Regions from separate parts of the Sus scrofa genome. Here region 1 is linked to region 2. Evidence: chromatin contacts called from public Hi-C data. All regions are on one chromosome and are shown on one strand. Each heading gives the region's core, a stretch centred on a gene start, on an enhancer-like site or on the middle of the called end of the contact. The rest is flanking DNA. Distances are from core to core; before and after follow the strand shown. Region 1 holds the start of SRP9 (signal recognition particle 9 kDa protein). Region 2 holds the start of ENAH (protein enabled homolog).

What was found. Hi-C and Micro-C count contacts between places; a contact is called where the count stands out from the background.
Region 1: a Hi-C map of embryonic fibroblasts shows a contact between it and region 2, with 4 times the contacts expected there. The contact joins the promoter of SRP9 here to the promoter of ENAH in region 2. A contact is called at or near these places in 21 of 47 Hi-C or Micro-C datasets (adipose tissue, alveolar macrophages, brain and 13 more) and 1 of 2 datasets of contacts at active chromatin or transcription factors (skeletal muscle).

The regions. Positions count from the first base shown.
Region 1 is chr10:13,709,622-13,712,977 of Sscrofa11.1, reverse strand. It overlaps SRP9 (signal recognition particle 9 kDa protein), which reads right to left and starts at 1,440. Exons shown (of 3, transcript XM_003130540.6): 1 at 1,217-1,440. The coding sequence starts at 1,288.
Region 2 is chr10:13,608,032-13,611,471 of Sscrofa11.1, reverse strand. It overlaps ENAH (protein enabled homolog), which reads left to right and starts at 2,125. Exons shown (of 13, transcript XM_021064410.1): 1 at 2,125-2,601. The coding sequence starts at 2,597.

The sequences.
Region 1 (3,356 bases), core at 191-2,690, 100 kb before region 2:
AAAGGTTCCCTGCCTATACTAGGCTTTATTCTCAGCAATGCTCTGTAATTACCATTTGATTTTCATTTTCCCTGCCATTATGACCACATTCTTAAAATGATTCCTCTCGATGTGAATTTGTATGTTCTTTACTATCTTTTCAAATATTTTCAGTTTACACTGGGTACTTCTGGACAAAAATCTTGTACTGTCCTCATGGTACACTGCTTGAACAAAGAAACAAACGGCCCTATGAGCAAAGGAAATCAACCAAATGGAGGAACTAGAAATTGTGTCATAAACAAAGTACTCAATTTCAATAATATCTAACTCATTTCATCATTTATTATTACATCATTTTATTGCAAAGAATGGAACTAAGAATGTTTTATAGCACCTGTTACTTACCTAGGTCTAAAAAGCAAACAAGATTTTTAATTGAGGAGCGGCTTCAACTAGCATTTAGATGATAATAAAACTCAACAGGAAGAAAAATCAGGACCCAAATGCTAAACTGTCCGTCTTGTGACTTCTTTGCTCTTTAATAATAAGCAAACCTCTGGGATCCGCTTACTTTTTGGTGGGGGCCATGAATTACAGGGATCCTTGAACCTCCCAGTTATTTACAAACATTTACGTATAAGTGCACTTTTCTGAGGAAAGCGTGCAAGCATTCTCATGTTCTCACGAGGGCACTGACTTCCAAAAAATTTAGAGCCACTTAAAAAAAAATTTATTACAGTTGATTTACAATATTCTGTCAATTTCTGCTGTACAGCAAAGTGACCTACAGCCGCCTTTCTAAGGGCTATAGACACCTCCAAATTGAGGTCTTTCAACAACTTCTCTGCTGTCGCAGAAAAACATCACCGTTTTTTCTTATACGAGGTGATACCGGAAAAGGGCACTAAGACACTAAGGGACAGAAGGTTGAACCAGTAGGGGGAGGAGCCCCGCCCTTAGAGACACGTAAACCCGCGACCATCGAGGTTAAGTTCAGGGATTTCGGGCGGCGTCTTCCTAAAAGCCCTGAAATGACCCCTGATTTTGCCGGTTTCCGGGCTTCCTGGGGGCGTTAATAAGGGAGGAGACGGAAGAAACAATCACACTTGGCGGGGTCCGTCTCTCCTCACTCTCAGCACCTCCTAAGTAGCTGGAGAAGCTCCGGAGGCCGAGCGGCGGGGAAAAAAGCCATCCTGACCCAGAGACAGATGCACAGACCCCGCCAGCGATTTACCTTCATGGGGTCAGCGAGGTAGAGTTTCTCGGCCGCGCGGCTGAACTCCTCCCAAGTCTGGTACTGCGGCATCGTGGGTCCGCGGGGGCACAGTTGACACGCACCGCTGAAGACCCGAGGCGCGGCTATACTCCGTGGCCCACCTACCTCCCTGCCTCCCGCAGCCACTCACCGAGGCAGGGGCCCAACCGCTCAAAGATGGTGGCCCCTCCTCGCACCAACGCCTCGCTCCATTGGGCGGTCCGGACTGCCCTCGCCCAATGGGAAGGAGGGATATTGCCCAGGAGGAGGCGGAGCCCCGAGCATACGGCTCTGAGAGCTGGCCCCGAGGAGTTGAGAGCAGAGCGATGACGGAGGCCACCACAGCGCCCTCTATAGGACTGGAGGAGCAGTGGGAGGGTCTGTCCCGCAGTCTTTTGGGCTGACCAGCTCTTCTAAAGCCCAGGTTCCTTCTGCAAAGATTGAGCGGCTCAGTGAAAAGCGCTGGAGCTGCAAAAACGAAGATGATAGGGTGCAGCTGTCACACCTACAGCTTAGTAAAAGGGAAATGAGACATAAGCACAAGAATGCAGCCAAAGACTTTATATGATAGACATTTGTTTCGGGACATCGGAACACAAAGGAAGGATGATCACGTGTGGGTGGAGGGATCGCTAATGATGTTGGTGCAGGCTGAATCTTGATAAACATGGTGGATGTTCTATAACAGGTAGTCCAGGCCGGCCAAGACATCTAGGCCCGTTTGAGGTTTGTAGAGTATTTAATGTGAGGAGTGTTTGCGGGGTGGGGGAAGGGAAGAATCAATGGAAGGAATCATGTCGTCACTTAAGCCAGGAGAAGAAATTTGAACTCTGTTCTCTAAGTAATGGAGTGATCAGAAGGGTGTTTTTCCTTAATCAAGTTTATTGAAGTATATTTTATGTAATAAAACATACTAATTTTAAGCATATAGGCTGATGCATTTTTGAAAAATATATTTATATATTCCCATTGGGTATATGCCTATATGTCATAATCAAGATACAGAACATCTCTTCATCTCCAGAAAGCTCCCTTATGCTTCTTTATATTCAATCCCACCACCCTCACAGCTGCCCCCACTCACTGATCTGCTTTCTGCTACCATAGATTAGTTTTCCTGTCCATGGAAGGGCTTTAAGCAGATTTGCATTTTATCCGGCTCTGGCTGCACACAAAGACTGAGGTGAAGTGGTGCAAGCCTGGAGGCAAGGAGACCTCCTAAGATGCTCATGCAATAATATAGGCAAAAAGAGGAGGAGTTCCCAGTGTGGCTCAGTGGAAATCTGACTAACATCCATTAGGACACAGCTTCAATTCCTGGCCTTGTTCAGTGGGTTAAGGATCTGGCATTGCCATGAGCTGTGGTGTAGGCCAGCAGCTACAGGAACCTCCATATGCCATGGGTGTGTCCCTAAAAAGAAATAATAATAATAATAATACAGACTTAAGAGCTGTGGATCTGAATTAAGGCACTAGTTTAGGAATGGAGAAGAGGATGCCATTTTGAGATTTATGTCATGAATGATGTGGGGTACACAGGTGAGGAAAGAGTAGAATGCCTCTCAGGCCAGGGAAGGTGGGGAGGCCATTGACTGATACAGGGGAAAAGGAAGAACAGGTTTGGGGAGATTGGGGAGGACAATGAGTTCTGTTCTGGATGTGATGAGTTTGAAGTATCCTTGGGCTATCGAGGTGCAGATGTCTGGTAGCTTAGCTGGGTATCTCCAGGAGTGGTACGAAGCAGGCATCATCAGCAGATAGGGCTCGGTTGAGCCTTACCTGGGGAGAGGACACAGCAGTAGAAGACCAGGGACAAACCCTGGGAAACAACCACATGTACAAAGGGTCGGAGAGGGATTCACAAAGGAGGCAGTGGGGGAGGAGATCAGGCGTGTCTGGGAAGTGGTCGGAGGAGAGGGTTCTGCGGAGGGACCAGTCAGGGGTGTCAGATGGCACAGCTACGAAGAGAACTGAGTCCATTGAGGAGTTCCGATCGTGGCTCAGTGGTGACAAACCCGATGAGTGTCCATGAGTTCTCAGGTTCGATCCCTGGCCTCGATCAGTGAGTTCAGGATCCAGCATTGCCATGCTGCTGTGGCTGTGGTGTAGACCTGCAGCT
Region 2 (3,440 bases), core at 876-3,375:
CAGGAGATAGTTTGAGTCATTACAGCAAAATCTCCACCCCTTTTGGCTCTTCTTAAGAGTTTCCCCTGAAACATAAGCTCTGCTGGATTTACTGTATTGCTATGAATGGACAAAGGCAAATTGGTGTGAATTCTTTGTGGTTGAACATGTCTTATGAAAACTTTTCCAAGATGGTTCAATATGTCTTCCGATTGCTTTTCCAAGAAAACAGCCTCCACAGCAAATGTTCCTTGGTTAATTTGGAGAATCATATCAGAGGTGCATGTGTTTTAATTACAGAAATGACAGTGAGTACTTATGATAAGACAATGAACCTCACAGCAGCTATGGTTTTTAACTGTGCCTATTGTGTGAACTCATCCAATCCTTGGGCTCTATATTTCCCTGTCTTGCAATATGGCAACAAGGATATTTGACTGGCAAGGGTGTTTTAGCTCCAGAGATCCTGGAATAAAAAAATTCTGTGATGGTGAGCTGTAATTAGACATGTGGGTGGAAATTAGCATTCTTCAAGCACACCATGTGTAAGCAGAGGCACTCTGCTTTTTTGCTACCTGAGGCCTCCCTTGGTCCCCTGCCATAGCTCCAGGTCACTGAGTCTACAGGGCTGTTGGTTTGAGGCTGCAGGTTCCAAAAAGAAAAAAATAACTCAGTATTGAGTCTGAAACTGGGAAGCTTTTTATAGTTAAAACTGGGCCACATAGTTCTATTACACACAAGCAAGGCATTGACCAAGTATGACTATATAACTTGTTCACTTTTCTTTTGGAAGTGTAAATGATCTCAACTGTCAAAACTATAATTTGAATTGTACCTCTATCTTAAAATAAAACACCAAAACTTTTGCATCGATTCATGGAGTCATGGCAGGTCCTCCATTTTAGATTAGATCCTTCAGTCAGGGGAACTCAGCTGAAACGGATCTTTTCCACACTGGTTATCTTAAAAAAATACACACCCCTTCTCAGGACTACAAGAGGCCTACAATTTGTCCAGTTTAAATTTTCATCTGATTTTTGGATTTGCTTTTGTATAGCTACAAACTCCCCAAACTATAAATTCTGGCTTTCTGGATGACAACCCCCAGCCTCGCCATTGACTTTGAGTTTGCTTCGCCAGCATTTTACGTTTACCTTTTAAAGGAGGTGATTTCAAGACCAAACGAATGATGGGAAATTTAAAACTATCGTTAGTTCACAACCCTCCCCGCCCCCACTCCCGGGCCGGAATTCCCTCTTTGCTAATGACGATAGAAAGCGGTTTCACCCGCTGCGTTTCTCATCTTCACTCTTGCGGCTGTTCACGATGCCGCGCGCGTCTCCCGGCGACTGCGTTTCCCCGCGAGTTGGCTGCGTTCTTTCGGGGATGAAGTCATCCCTATACATAGTGTGTGCATATCAGCTCGTTAAATCGGCACAGCACACTGGGATTCCTCGGGAAGCAAAGGAGCGAAGCGAACAATGATGACCATATTTTCCATTTAAACGTCCCCCCTCCCCCCAACCCTGGAGGAATCGCCGGGAGCAGCGCGCGGCGGGGGCGGGCCGCAGGGCTGGTCGGGATGCCCAGCGACTGGCAGGTCCCGATCCTGAGATAGCAACAGGGCGAGCTGAGGACAAGTCCCGCGCGAGGGCACCCGGCCGCCGGCAGATCCGGAGTCCCCCGGCCCGGCCCTGTGCCCAGTCACGCATTCCGGTCGCCGCCTCCTGGTTCTCCGCGCCGGGAGGTCCCGGCGCCCCAATCTCCGCACGCCGGCGTGGGGGAGACCCGGGAGCTCCCCCAGCCTCAGGGGAGTGGGAGGCCAGCGCGGGGCGGGGGACCCACGGCCAAGGACAGCCCGGGGCGAGGAACCCCGCCGACAGCGGGTTAGGGGGTGGGCAGTCCCGATCCCAGGGGGCTGGAGGGGGCGGGGTGGCAAAGCAACAAAGAGCCTTTGCTAACCCGCCGTCGCCGAGCCCGCTCCCGCCCCTCCCCGCTCTCCGCAGTCCGGCGGGGGCCCGGGCCGGCAGGGGGTGTGGGGGCGGCGCCCGGCCCCCCGCCTCCCCCCGCCCCGCACCGCCCCCTCGCCCCCGGGGGAAGGAGGGGAGGAGGGCGGCGCCTGCGTGTTCCTCCGCCGCGCGCCCCGCCTCCTCCCGGGTTCCTCGCGGCGATCCAGACTCTCCTCCCGGGCTGCCGCAGCTGCCGGTTGCACACGGCCTCGGCGGCGGCGGGCGCGGCGGGCGCGGGCCTGTGGAGCGGCGGCCGGGCGCGCAGCCTCGGCAGGCACCCCTCCGAGGGCGGCCGAGGAAGCTCCCGGGGGAGGAGGAGGAGGAGAAGGAGGAGGTGGGGGGCTGCGGCGGCCGCGGGACCCGCTCGGCGCCTCGGCCTCTCCGCCCCCTCCCCAGCTTTTCTTTCGCCCTCTTCTCTCCCACTCCCGGCCGGCGCCGCGGCTTTGTGCGAGGAGATGGTGTAGCCCCGCGGGCGCCCGGAGGAGGAGGAGGTGGACACTTGTCTCCCGGCCCCGAGCTGCGTCTCCGCCCCTGGAGGAGAGACCCCCTTCGGCTCGGCGCCTCCCGCGACTCCCGGCTGCTGGGGAAGCCTCGGCGCGGCCGGCACCATGAGGTGAGGGGCGCGCGGGGCGGGGGCCGGCGGGCCATTGTGCCGCGGAGCCGCGACCCCGCTCTCCCGGGACCCCGCCTTCCGTCTCCCGGCCCGGCGCGTCTCCCCGGGTCTCCGCTCTCTTTCTCCCCCTCCCCCTTTGTCCCTTCTCATTTCTCTTTCTTTCTTGTAATCCTCCCCAACCGCTCTTCTTGGAGGGGGGGTCCTCGTTTCGACGTCCTCCCATTTTTCCTCAAATGCTCCTCTTTCGCCCAGGATTCCCCTTCGTAAATTTAATTTGCTCCTGGCTCTCCCCCGCCCCCCGCCGTGGCCAGCCAAACCTGGGAGATGGGGAGGGGTTCGAGAATCGAAGCGTGTATGTTGCTGGGAAACAGGTATTTTTCCGTCTAGATGTAAAAATTTCGCGCAGTTTTATTACAGAACTCTCGTGTTTAATTAAAAAAGGGAGAAAAGTTTGAAAGATCTGAAATTTCTGCGGGGAATAAAGTCCTCTGGTAGCCCTAGGTGGAGGAGCTCCGAAAGGTGAAATTTTCCGATAGTGGGGGAAGGGAACGAATTTATTAGGCTTCTCTTTGGGGGGACGCAGTAAACGGCTGGGATAAGTTGTCCGGGGTGTGTAAACGGGGGCGGGGGAGGGATTTGTTTGGAAAACGCTTTTCTCTCCTTCCTCTGTAGCAGCCTGTGTTGCATTGCAGCAGCTGCTTTTTCCTGTCCCTCTGTAATCAATAGAACAGAAGCTAGATGATTTTTTCAGCCCCAAAGAATTGAATGTACCGTCGTAAAATATTTTTTTTAACCGATACGGTGAAACATATGGTGTGATATTTTTCGTTGTTGTTTCT